Linked DNA regions of Mus musculus: region 1 is linked to region 2. The links are chromatin contacts, called in public Hi-C maps. All regions are on one chromosome and are shown on one strand. The core of a region is the stretch at or near the end of the contact, and the rest is flanking DNA. Distances in the headings are between cores, read along the strand shown.

Evidence for each region. A called contact is a pair of places that touch in the nucleus more often than the background predicts.
Region 1: a Hi-C map of uterus shows a contact between it and region 2, with 3 times the contacts expected there. The contact joins two enhancer-like sites. A contact is called at or near these places in 2 of 484 Hi-C or Micro-C datasets (cortical neurons and uterus) and 1 of 115 datasets of contacts at active chromatin or transcription factors (differentiating embryonic stem cells).

What each region holds. Positions count from the first base shown.
Region 1 is chr15:67,899,261-67,903,882 of GRCm38.p6, reverse strand. No RefSeq gene overlaps it. Among named protein-coding and RNA genes, the nearest start is that of Zfat, 360 kb to the left of the region's middle. Within about 2 kb of position 2,377, at least 32 of the 459 cell types and tissues checked have an H3K27ac peak or open chromatin away from gene starts, as enhancers often do. A contact at or near this core is called in uterus, where this site is marked.
Region 2 is chr15:67,756,129-67,761,013 of GRCm38.p6, reverse strand. No RefSeq gene overlaps it. Among named protein-coding and RNA genes, the nearest start is that of Zfat, 500 kb to the left of the region's middle. Within about 2 kb of position 1,598, at least 12 of the 459 cell types and tissues checked have an H3K27ac peak or open chromatin away from gene starts, as enhancers often do. A contact at or near this core is called in uterus, where this site is marked.

The DNA of each region.
Region 1 (4,622 bases), core at 1,128-3,627, 140 kb before region 2:
TGTAGCTTTAAGAGGCTCAGATTCTAGTTGCATCATGGATATTAATAAGACTGTAGCCAGAGAAGGGACAGGAACTGGAGAGGCAGGAGCGTGTGTATGTGTGTGCATGTGCATGCATACTTGTATCTCTCTCTCTCCCTCTCTCTCTCCCTCTCTCTCTCTCTCTCTCTCTCTCTCTCTCTCTCTCTCTCTCTGTGTGTGTGTGTGTGTGTGTGTGTGTGTGTGTGTAGGTTGGAGGAGAAAGATGCTTAGATGGAAGCATGAAGAAATATGGAAGTTTGGGAAGTAAAACATGGAGGATGAGGTTGCATATGTAGAAGTAATCGATAGGATTCCTGGAGGCAGCTATATATATGGGAGTAAGTGACAAGGTATGTATGGCTGACCACATCCTGACCAGTGGTCTTAGTAAGATATAGGAGCCAGTTTTAAGTTCTGAGATGAGTGCAGAGTGTTGAAGTTAGGTAGATGCTAGGATGGAGGTGGTAGAGTAGGTATTAGGTGATGGTGGTATCAAAGGGTGAGTGCTTACATGAAGAGGCATGGCATGAATGGAGCTTGTGTTCTGATTCTTTGTATTCTAGGCCATTTGCTTTCCTTCTTATTGCTAAGACTTCCTTTTCTCTAAGGCGATACCTCCCCCATTCAATTCAGCTGTGTCTAGAGCCTTTGTGGGTGGAGGAACTTGCCCAAGAGGAACTGTCTTGCCAAGAGGAACTGTAGATGTGCCACAGGCTGTTAAAAGGTCAAAAGCTTCTGTGGGCCTGTCACTTGGGTTTTCTCATTCTCCTGTGAGTCTGGAAGACACTCAAGGCAGCACCAGACTTCAGATTGCCTTCTAGAGGAGTCTAGAACCCATCGTAGACTTCTGCAAATCCTTGTTCCAGGGCTCCATTCATAGAGTCAGATGGATGGAATGGCAATCTCCGCTCCCTTTGATGCAAAGGTGTCTGAAAAAGGAATTCTGTGAGGGGGAAGAATACCTGCTACACGATGCCATGTGTCTGTGTCTCTGCATTCAGGTCTTTGAGTGTTTTTGAAACATAGGATCAGTTGCCAGTCTTCCTAAGTTGAAATTCTGACTTTGTTACTTAGTCTTCGCATTGAAATGGGGTATTTAATCAACCCTCAATTTTCTCATTGGTAAAATCGGGATGACACAGGGTCGGTGAATATGAAATGCTTGCAAATGCTTTGTAGGCATCAGCCAGTTACCAGGTATGAGAGCCAAGCTTTGCTCTCTACCTGCAAAAGTGCAGAGACCTGTGTTTGGATTTGTCAGTCTAAGAGCCCATTGTCCTTAAAGTCCAGAGATGTGGTTTAGAATCACCTTTTCTGTGGGTGACCTTTGTGACTTGGGATGTATTACTTAATCTCTTTAAGACTTGCAGTGTCCTTAAAAGATCATAGCCACACACACTAGAACTATCTCTCAGTTGAAAGGATTGATTGTGACAGTACCAGAGACGTGCTCAGAATGCAGCCTAGCTTAATGTGATTATGTGTGTGTGTGTGTGTGTGTGTGTGTGATTATGTCTGGTAATGCATGCTTTAAATGGCTTATTCATTCATTCACGCACTCAAGAAACATCTTTTGATCATTTGTTTTATATTTTGTTTTATCCATTGACTTTTGAGTCAGGGATAAATAAAAATTTATTTTCTCAAGTAATTCTAATCATGACCACTTAAATTCCACCACAGCCCTCTACAAGAGGGATTTATTTCTTAGTTTTTCAATATGGAAATCTAAGGCTAAGAATGGTGAAGTCTTTTAATTATAGTAGTCAGGGTCAAACTTTGGAAAACTGGAAATAGAGCCAGGATTTCAACCAAAGACTTCCGAGTGTGCCTTTTTTGATTGAAGTCAGCTTGTCTAAACCCATCAGTGTGAATGACAGTTACAAAGCTGGCTAGTGTCTGTCATCCTTGTTTTGAATTTTTGCTGAGATTCTTGCTGTAACAGTAAGAGCATGTTCTTCTTCACACACATGAGGATGCTGAGGACACAGGATGTTATAAGCACCATAGTTTACAGACCTAGAAAGAGGCAGAGCCAGGAGACAATGCAGGAATCTGTCCTGTGCTCCATGGGGCTGCCTCTATGCTGAATATCTTATCCAATGGTCACTTCTGCAATGTCACTACTCTCTCCTGACCTAGGCCCAGATCTGCTTGTTGATTCCCTGACAGTGAATTTCTTCCACAGCTAGCCTTTGAGGTTGGGAAGAAGAGTGACAGACAGGAGTTTTCTCCTCTCTCTGTATGTTCACTTTGGCCAAGCTGACTCGTGATATTCATACAGGGTGGGGAACCAGAAAGAGCTGACTCCACCAGCAGCTGCACATGGTCCCAATCAGCACCAGGGGGCCCTGGGGGGTCTTCTTTCCTTTGCCAATCTACAAACAGATTGACATGAACTTGGCTGGCATGTCCTCTCCAAGTCCGGTGGGACAAGAGATGGGGCGTCATTCTCCCAACTTCTTTTCCAGATGGTTGAATCCAAGACAGAAAATGAAATGAGCCTGAAAATATGCTGCTTGGAAGAGCCCCAGGGTTCTGGAACATCATGATGGCTGGGCAAGAACGGTTCTCTCCCACGGAGTCAGGCTCGGTGGGACAGCCAGTGAGAAGAATAGATCATGCAATGAGAATGAAATTGCTTCTGGACGCAGGGCTTCAGCTCTGTGGTTTCAACTCCCATCAGCCAGCAGCACTGCGGCTTTACTCAAGCAGCACACTGTGCCATCCACTAAGCGAGTGCAAGAAGAGTCGGCAGAGGCAAAGTCTTCCTGATGAGTCCACAGCTGCATTTGGCAAGAGCACATTAGCTTGTGGAATCGGGCCGAAGAAGAGCCTCAAAATAATAAAAGGCAAGAATTTTGTTTTGTTCTTTTCTACAAAGTGAGTATATTCTACTTATATCACAGGTGAGAATGGTTTGAAGGTTAGCCATACTGAGGACCTACTGTGTGCTTACACAGGCCTATTCAGGATCTCTTCATTCTTTTAGAAAAGATGTTGTCATCAAGTGAATACACACTCAGTTACAGAAACATCGATGTTAGGTTACCCTGACCTAAAACAGCCAATCCTTGGCTGGGGTTTAAAGAATCAGAGGCAGAGTTCTGATGATGTGGCCTTGGATTCAGCTCTCTCCATAGTCAGACTCTTTCTTAAGATATTTCAATGTCTTTATTCAATCAGTATGAAGGGTGAGTGAGCTGAAAGCAGGCTTGATGCAAAGGACAGAGCCAACTTCAGACAGTATACTTTCTCCAGCACCAAAGATCTTCCTGCTGCTTCTGAATCGCTCTCCTGACCCCTGGGGCCAGTGCTGCCATGCTCAAAGAAAACGAAACACTCAATCTTCCTAAGATTTGCATGGGCTGGAATTTCCAGGAAACACTATTTCTTCCTAGGAGCAGCTCTAAAGCTGTGGGGAATATGAGAGGACATATTAAGACCTCAGCCCTCTTCTGCCTAGGGTTGGGATGATTCTGAGGTTGGATTTTAACTGTACTCCTCAGTTTATTCTTGGGACTAAGCTCTAGTGGCTCACTTTAGCAACTGTCTTAAAAACAACTCTTTCTGGTCCCTGATCCCGTCCTGGATCATGGTCCTTATTCCCTATCAATGTACCTTGTATTGACAATAGGCAGTTTGTTCTTCAATTCATTATGTAAAGCAACACTCACCAAACTGTCATGCATGGAACGGATCCAGTCTGCTGCTTGATTTAAATAAATAAGGTGTGGTTGCTTCAGTTACTTTTCTAGTGGCTAGAAAGAAGCAACTTAAGAAAGAAAGGATTTTGATCTCATGTTCAGATCCCACAGCACACCAGAGAGGGCATGGTGTAACCGAGGGACGACCATGCGTCATCTGCAGCAGCTGCAAAGTGAGAAAGCACCTCTTTCACATCTTGGCTGATTGGGAAGCAGAAAGCATGGGATCTGGATCTAAAGCAGGGCCTGGCCATAACCCTTTAAGGCTAACCCCTGGGGTTCCGTTTCTGCTGGCCAGACCCCACACTCAAAAAGGAGCAGCACCAGCTGGAAACAGGACCAGATGTCTAAACACGGGAGCCTGCAAGCAGGGATGATGTCATATGGTGACCATGGCCATGCATGGAGGGGATACTGATGAAATCACTACAATCACTAGTTTACAATGATGATGAATGGTTAAAAAGCCTTGAGAAGAGAGAATTTGTATAAAGGAAACTGACTTTGGAGGGAGAGCTGAAACCTCTAGTCATTGCTGAAGGAGGATCCTAAGAGTATACTCACTGCCTCACATACTTCCTGTTTATTTTTGATGAAGTAATAATAATTATTCCCCAAAGCTCTGTTAAGATGTTGCGGTCCTTGTACCTCCATGGGCTTTTCTTAATCTTTAAGCTCCAGGCTCCCACTCCTGTTATGTTCCTTCCCTTTCCCAGCCTTTATAGGACACAAAGCTCTGGCTCCTTTCATTTATCAGTCTGGGAGCTTCTGGAAGACTGAGCCCAGGCCTCACTCTCTCTGCTAGCTCCTCTAAGTTGAGAGGCATACTATTTTCAGCTGGCATCTCAACCAATGCTCTTTAAATCAAATGATGTTGCAATCCACCCACTCCTG
Region 2 (4,885 bases), core at 349-2,848:
CTTGCACTTACAGTAGGAAAAAGCATTTCATCAGAGGTAGGGGTAAGGTCAAGATTGAATGTGGCAAGAAAACTTGTGTGTTTCTTGTAAAGGTTCAAGAAAACCTCCCCCTTCCAACCTCTGTGCCTTCGGGAGCTGATTTTGAATCGTTTCTTAACTTGTCTCTAAAATCTACCAAAACAAGGTTAAGGGCCAAGCTTTGTTCTTATTTCCTGCTCTGCCAGATAATGAATTTGAGACTGCTTATCCATGGATCTGCACTGCACATTGGGTGGAAGTGGCTGGTCACAACTGTGACACAGATATCTCGTTGGCAATATTTCTGAATAGTAATGGTTTAAGGGCTTGGAAGAAAAGTAATTAACAAAGGAAAGGTATGGACATAATTTGGGAAAAGAAAACTTCAGTGGAGTGGCTTTGAAGGTGCCACTCTGGAGGTCATCATATTTTTCCTGGAAGTGTGGGTGTAGTTTAAAGTAACAGTTCTCATCCTGTGGGCCGAGACCCCTATGGTGAACTTCTATCTCTAAAAGTATTCATATTACGATCCCAAACGGTAGCAAAATTACAATTACAAAGTAGTAACGAAAAATAACTTTATGGACTGAGGCCACCACAATATGATGAACTGTAAAAAAGTCTTGCAGCATCAGGAAGGTTGAGAACCACTCATTGCATTAAAGTTATTCTTTTTTTTTTTCATGATTTAAATTGTTCACATTGCTTCCCCCAGTCACCTTCCTCTCCTCCAATCCCAGTCCTATCAAATCCCTCCCCCTAAAAGCCCTCCTTGGGTACCACCCTACCCTGGGTCTTCTAGTCCCAGCAGCACAAAGCACCTCCTTGCCCACTGAGACCCAACCAGGAGTCCGGGTAGGGGAAGGTGATCCAGTGGCAGGCAACAGATTTAGACACAGTCCCCTGCTCCAACTGTTAGGGGACTCGCTCACATGAAGACCAATCGATATATCTTCTGCAAATGTAGGGAGAAGCCTAGACCCAGCCCTTGCATGCTCTTTGATTAGTGGTTCAGTCTCTGTGAGCCTCTTTGGGCCCATGTTAGTTGACATCATAGGTCTTCTAGTGGTGTCCATGATCTCACTGGGTTGCTCTGTCCTCTCTCCCACTTGTACACAAGACTCTCTGAGGTTAGCCATGGGTCTCTGCATCTGTTATATCCACTGATCCATGAAGATACTCAGGAGACAGTTATGCTGGGTTCCTGCAAGAAAAGCAGAGTATCATTAATAGTATCAGGAGTTATCTCTCTCACGTGGGACAGCTCTTATGTTGGGCCAGTCAATGGTTGACTGTTCTCTCAGTCTCGGCTCCATCTTTATCCTTGCAGATCTTAGAGGCAGGACAAGTTTTGGGTTAAACACTTTGGCCTAATCTTAACATGAAGACAATGAGGGAGCTATTATAAACTCATGTTGCAATAAGAGATATTAAGATGCAGGGAGGTTCAAGGGCTGGTTATCCAACTTGCAAGTACTAGCAGTAGTTGAATGGTCCCTGGAGCCAACACCATGGAAGGCTGAAATGAAATCCTTGGGCTCATTTCTGCAGTGACTCACGAAGCTGAAAATACAGCCTCCACCCATCTGCTCACATTGATTCCAAATGTTCTGAGTTCTACACAAGAAGCGTCAGTGCCGAGCCCAGGAGATTTGAAGATGAAAGAGATTTCGCTTCTTTTATGAGTGATCTCATTTCATGGATCATTCCAGCATTCAAACTGGGGATGAGAGCAGGAGGCCCAGAGTGATTAACAAAAAGTGAGTGGTCAGAAGGCCTGAAGGGAAATACAAACAAACAAACCCAAACCCAAATCCAATCAACCAAACAAACACCCCTCCTGCCAAGAATCTTGGTGAAAGCTTCTAGAAATTATTTATCTAATGGTAAAGTAGGGAAGCAATATTTTGCAAGATGTAAGCTTGATGCTGTGAGGCCCAATAAAACATTCCAGGCCATTAAAAGATAGGACCAAAGCAAACCGAACCACAACAAAAATGGAGCAGAAGATTAGAGGGCTTTGTCCCAAGTTTCTTTACATCTCTCAGCTCTCACTTAGAAAAACACAACTAACAAACCAGTTGGCTCCCAGCTCTCCTTCAGTACTCAGAATCAGAATTTCAATGTGAATATGACAACCAAAAAGGATTCCTTTTGACATCATCCCCACCAATTTGAGGTTTATTTGCCCCAGGCCGATGACAGATATAGCTATATCCAGTGGGTTCTGTGGTTTTATGAGGGTGTTCTAGTGAGGAATGCTACTCTAAGCACCCTTTCAGTTTTGCTCAGATTGTTTTTATAGGGAAAGTTATGAGTCTTGGTAATTGCTAGAGTTTACCCTCTACGCCTCCTCCTTAGATGTGAACATAGGCTTCTTTGCCTTCTTAAATTCTTATCACGGTCGCTGTTGCATGGCATCGTCCCTTGGTTGCTAGGTTGGTATTATTTATGAGCTAATGACAGAGTAATAAATACTGTAGTAAATAGTTGCACGGTGACATTTGCTGAACCAAAGTTACAGGCAGCTGGAGATTGTTTCCATGCAAAATTGCTTTCACTATTCTCCCCATTATAATGATCTACAGCCTAGATAAAAGTACCTCTGCACCCCACCCCAAATGCATCACCATTTCCTTGTAAGATCAATAGACCTTCAGTAGGAACCTGTCCATTCATATTGTGCTATAGGAAGCTTTTGACAGCCTCTATGGTAAACTCAGGGAGAACCTTCCCCTATCTGGAATGAGTGTATTTTTAAGTTTTTGTTCAGATTAAATTAGCTGCATTTATTAATTCATTGTGTGAGACAGTTAGTAGGTTTCTATCATGAGTGATACAGTACCTCTGCTTAAAGAACCTAAGTTTTTAAGAAAGGAAGAGAAGCAAATATAAACAATTCAAAACACACATACAAACACACACACACACACACACACACACACCAGAGAGAGAGAGAGAGAGACAGAGACGGAGACACAGAAAAAAGAGACAGAGAGATAAAGAGACAGAGAGAGACAAAAAGAGAGAGACAGAGAGGGAGAAAGAGAGAGAGAGAGAGAGAGAGAGAGAGAGAGAGAGAGAGAGAGAGAGAGAGAAACTATAGGAGGTACTATAAAGAAAGTAGCAGACAGATTCAGAGAAAGTATTTAGTTAAGCTTTCTTTAGTCAGAGAAATATTCCAGAAAAGAAATGCATTAGCTCATGTTTTGAAAGATGGTTAGGGCATTGTGCTGGCAGGTTTTGTGTGTCAACTTGACACAAGCTGGAGTTATCACAGAGAAAGGAGCCTCCCTTGAGGAAATGCCTCCACGAGATCCATCTGTAAGGCATTTTCTCAATTAGTGATCAAAGGGGGAGGGCCCAACCCATTATGAGTGGTGCCATCCTTGGGCTGGTAGTCCTGGGTTCTATAAGAAAGCAAGCTGAGTAAGCTAGAAGAAGCAATCCAGTAAACAGCACCTCTTCATGGCCTTTGCATCAACTCCTGCCTCCAAGTTCCTTCAGTGTCTTGTCCTGACTTCCTTTGGCAATGAACAGCAATGTGCAAGCATAAACTGAATAAACCCTTTCCTCCCCAACTGGCTTCTTTGTCATGGTGTTTGGTACAGGAATACAAACCCTGACTAAGACAGGCATAGTCTTTCAAATGACTCTGGGTTAGTGGTATACACCTACTACATATATTACCATTCCTGTTCCCTATGTTTTCTGTGTCTGTAACATTAGGATTCCTATAAGGTTGGGTCCTCCCAACCTCCCCTGGTTGACTCAGGGTGGCCAGGCAAGCCTTGCTTCTATCCCAAGCTAATTTGTACATGTTCACCTTGTGTGGAAATGTCTTGTCCTCCAGCTTTACATGATTCATAACATAGACAATATTTTACTCTCCCCATAGCTCCCATGGGAGTACATCTCTGTGCCATGTGGAACTGAAGAGGGTTTGACCATAGGGATGGGCACCATACTAATTGTGTAAAAACAAAGAGCTTTCCAAGTGGATGGAGTAATACAAGCAAAGGTATCCAGGCAGGAAATTCAAATTATGTGAAAGAAATAATGGGGGGGGGGGGCAAGATCCTAAAAGAAGTGGAAAATTCTGGGGTATTGAGTTGAGGAGTAGTGACTTTTCCTGGGACATTAGAAGGAGCCACAGTCTTGTGATTAGAATGTTTGTTCAGAATGCTAGGATGCTCTCCTGGTCGTACCTGCATGCACTCTTCTGTTTAAGAGCTTCCCCTAGTTTTCCTGCCAGAGGTGACCTTTGTAAATGACCTTCCATCCAAGCTATAGCAGTTGCTCAGAAGTATACAGTGCACTAACCAGGAAACCCTGTTTTCTCCTTTATTCAAAGCCACATACAGAACTTAAGTAAATACAGTTAGAAGGCTTTTCTGGGATTATTTGCCAACCTGCCTCAAGCAAAGAAATATCTTCCCCTGTATGGTTGTATAGTAACATTGACCAGGGCCTGTACTGCATACAAGTGGGTGCATAGTTAAAGAAACTCAACACAAAAAAAATGCTAAGAGCAGAGGAGGACACAACATCTGTCCCAACACCACTGAGAGTAACTGGGACAAGTGGGATCCAGGGACACAGGAAGCTCCACTCCCAGTTGCTCTAACATGACCAGGATCCCAGGTGCTTGGTCACACCAGGATCTCAGTGTCTCAGAGATAGCTTTACTCCCAGGAGCTCTGACACACCCAAGATCTCAGGATCACAGGATCACAGAATCACAGGATCCCAGAGACAGCTGGACTCTAAGGAGTTCTGACACAACAGGATCATAGGAAGGATAGGCTCCAGTCAGATATAGTGAGGGCAGGTAGCACTAGAGATAATTAGAAGGCAAGCATAAAGA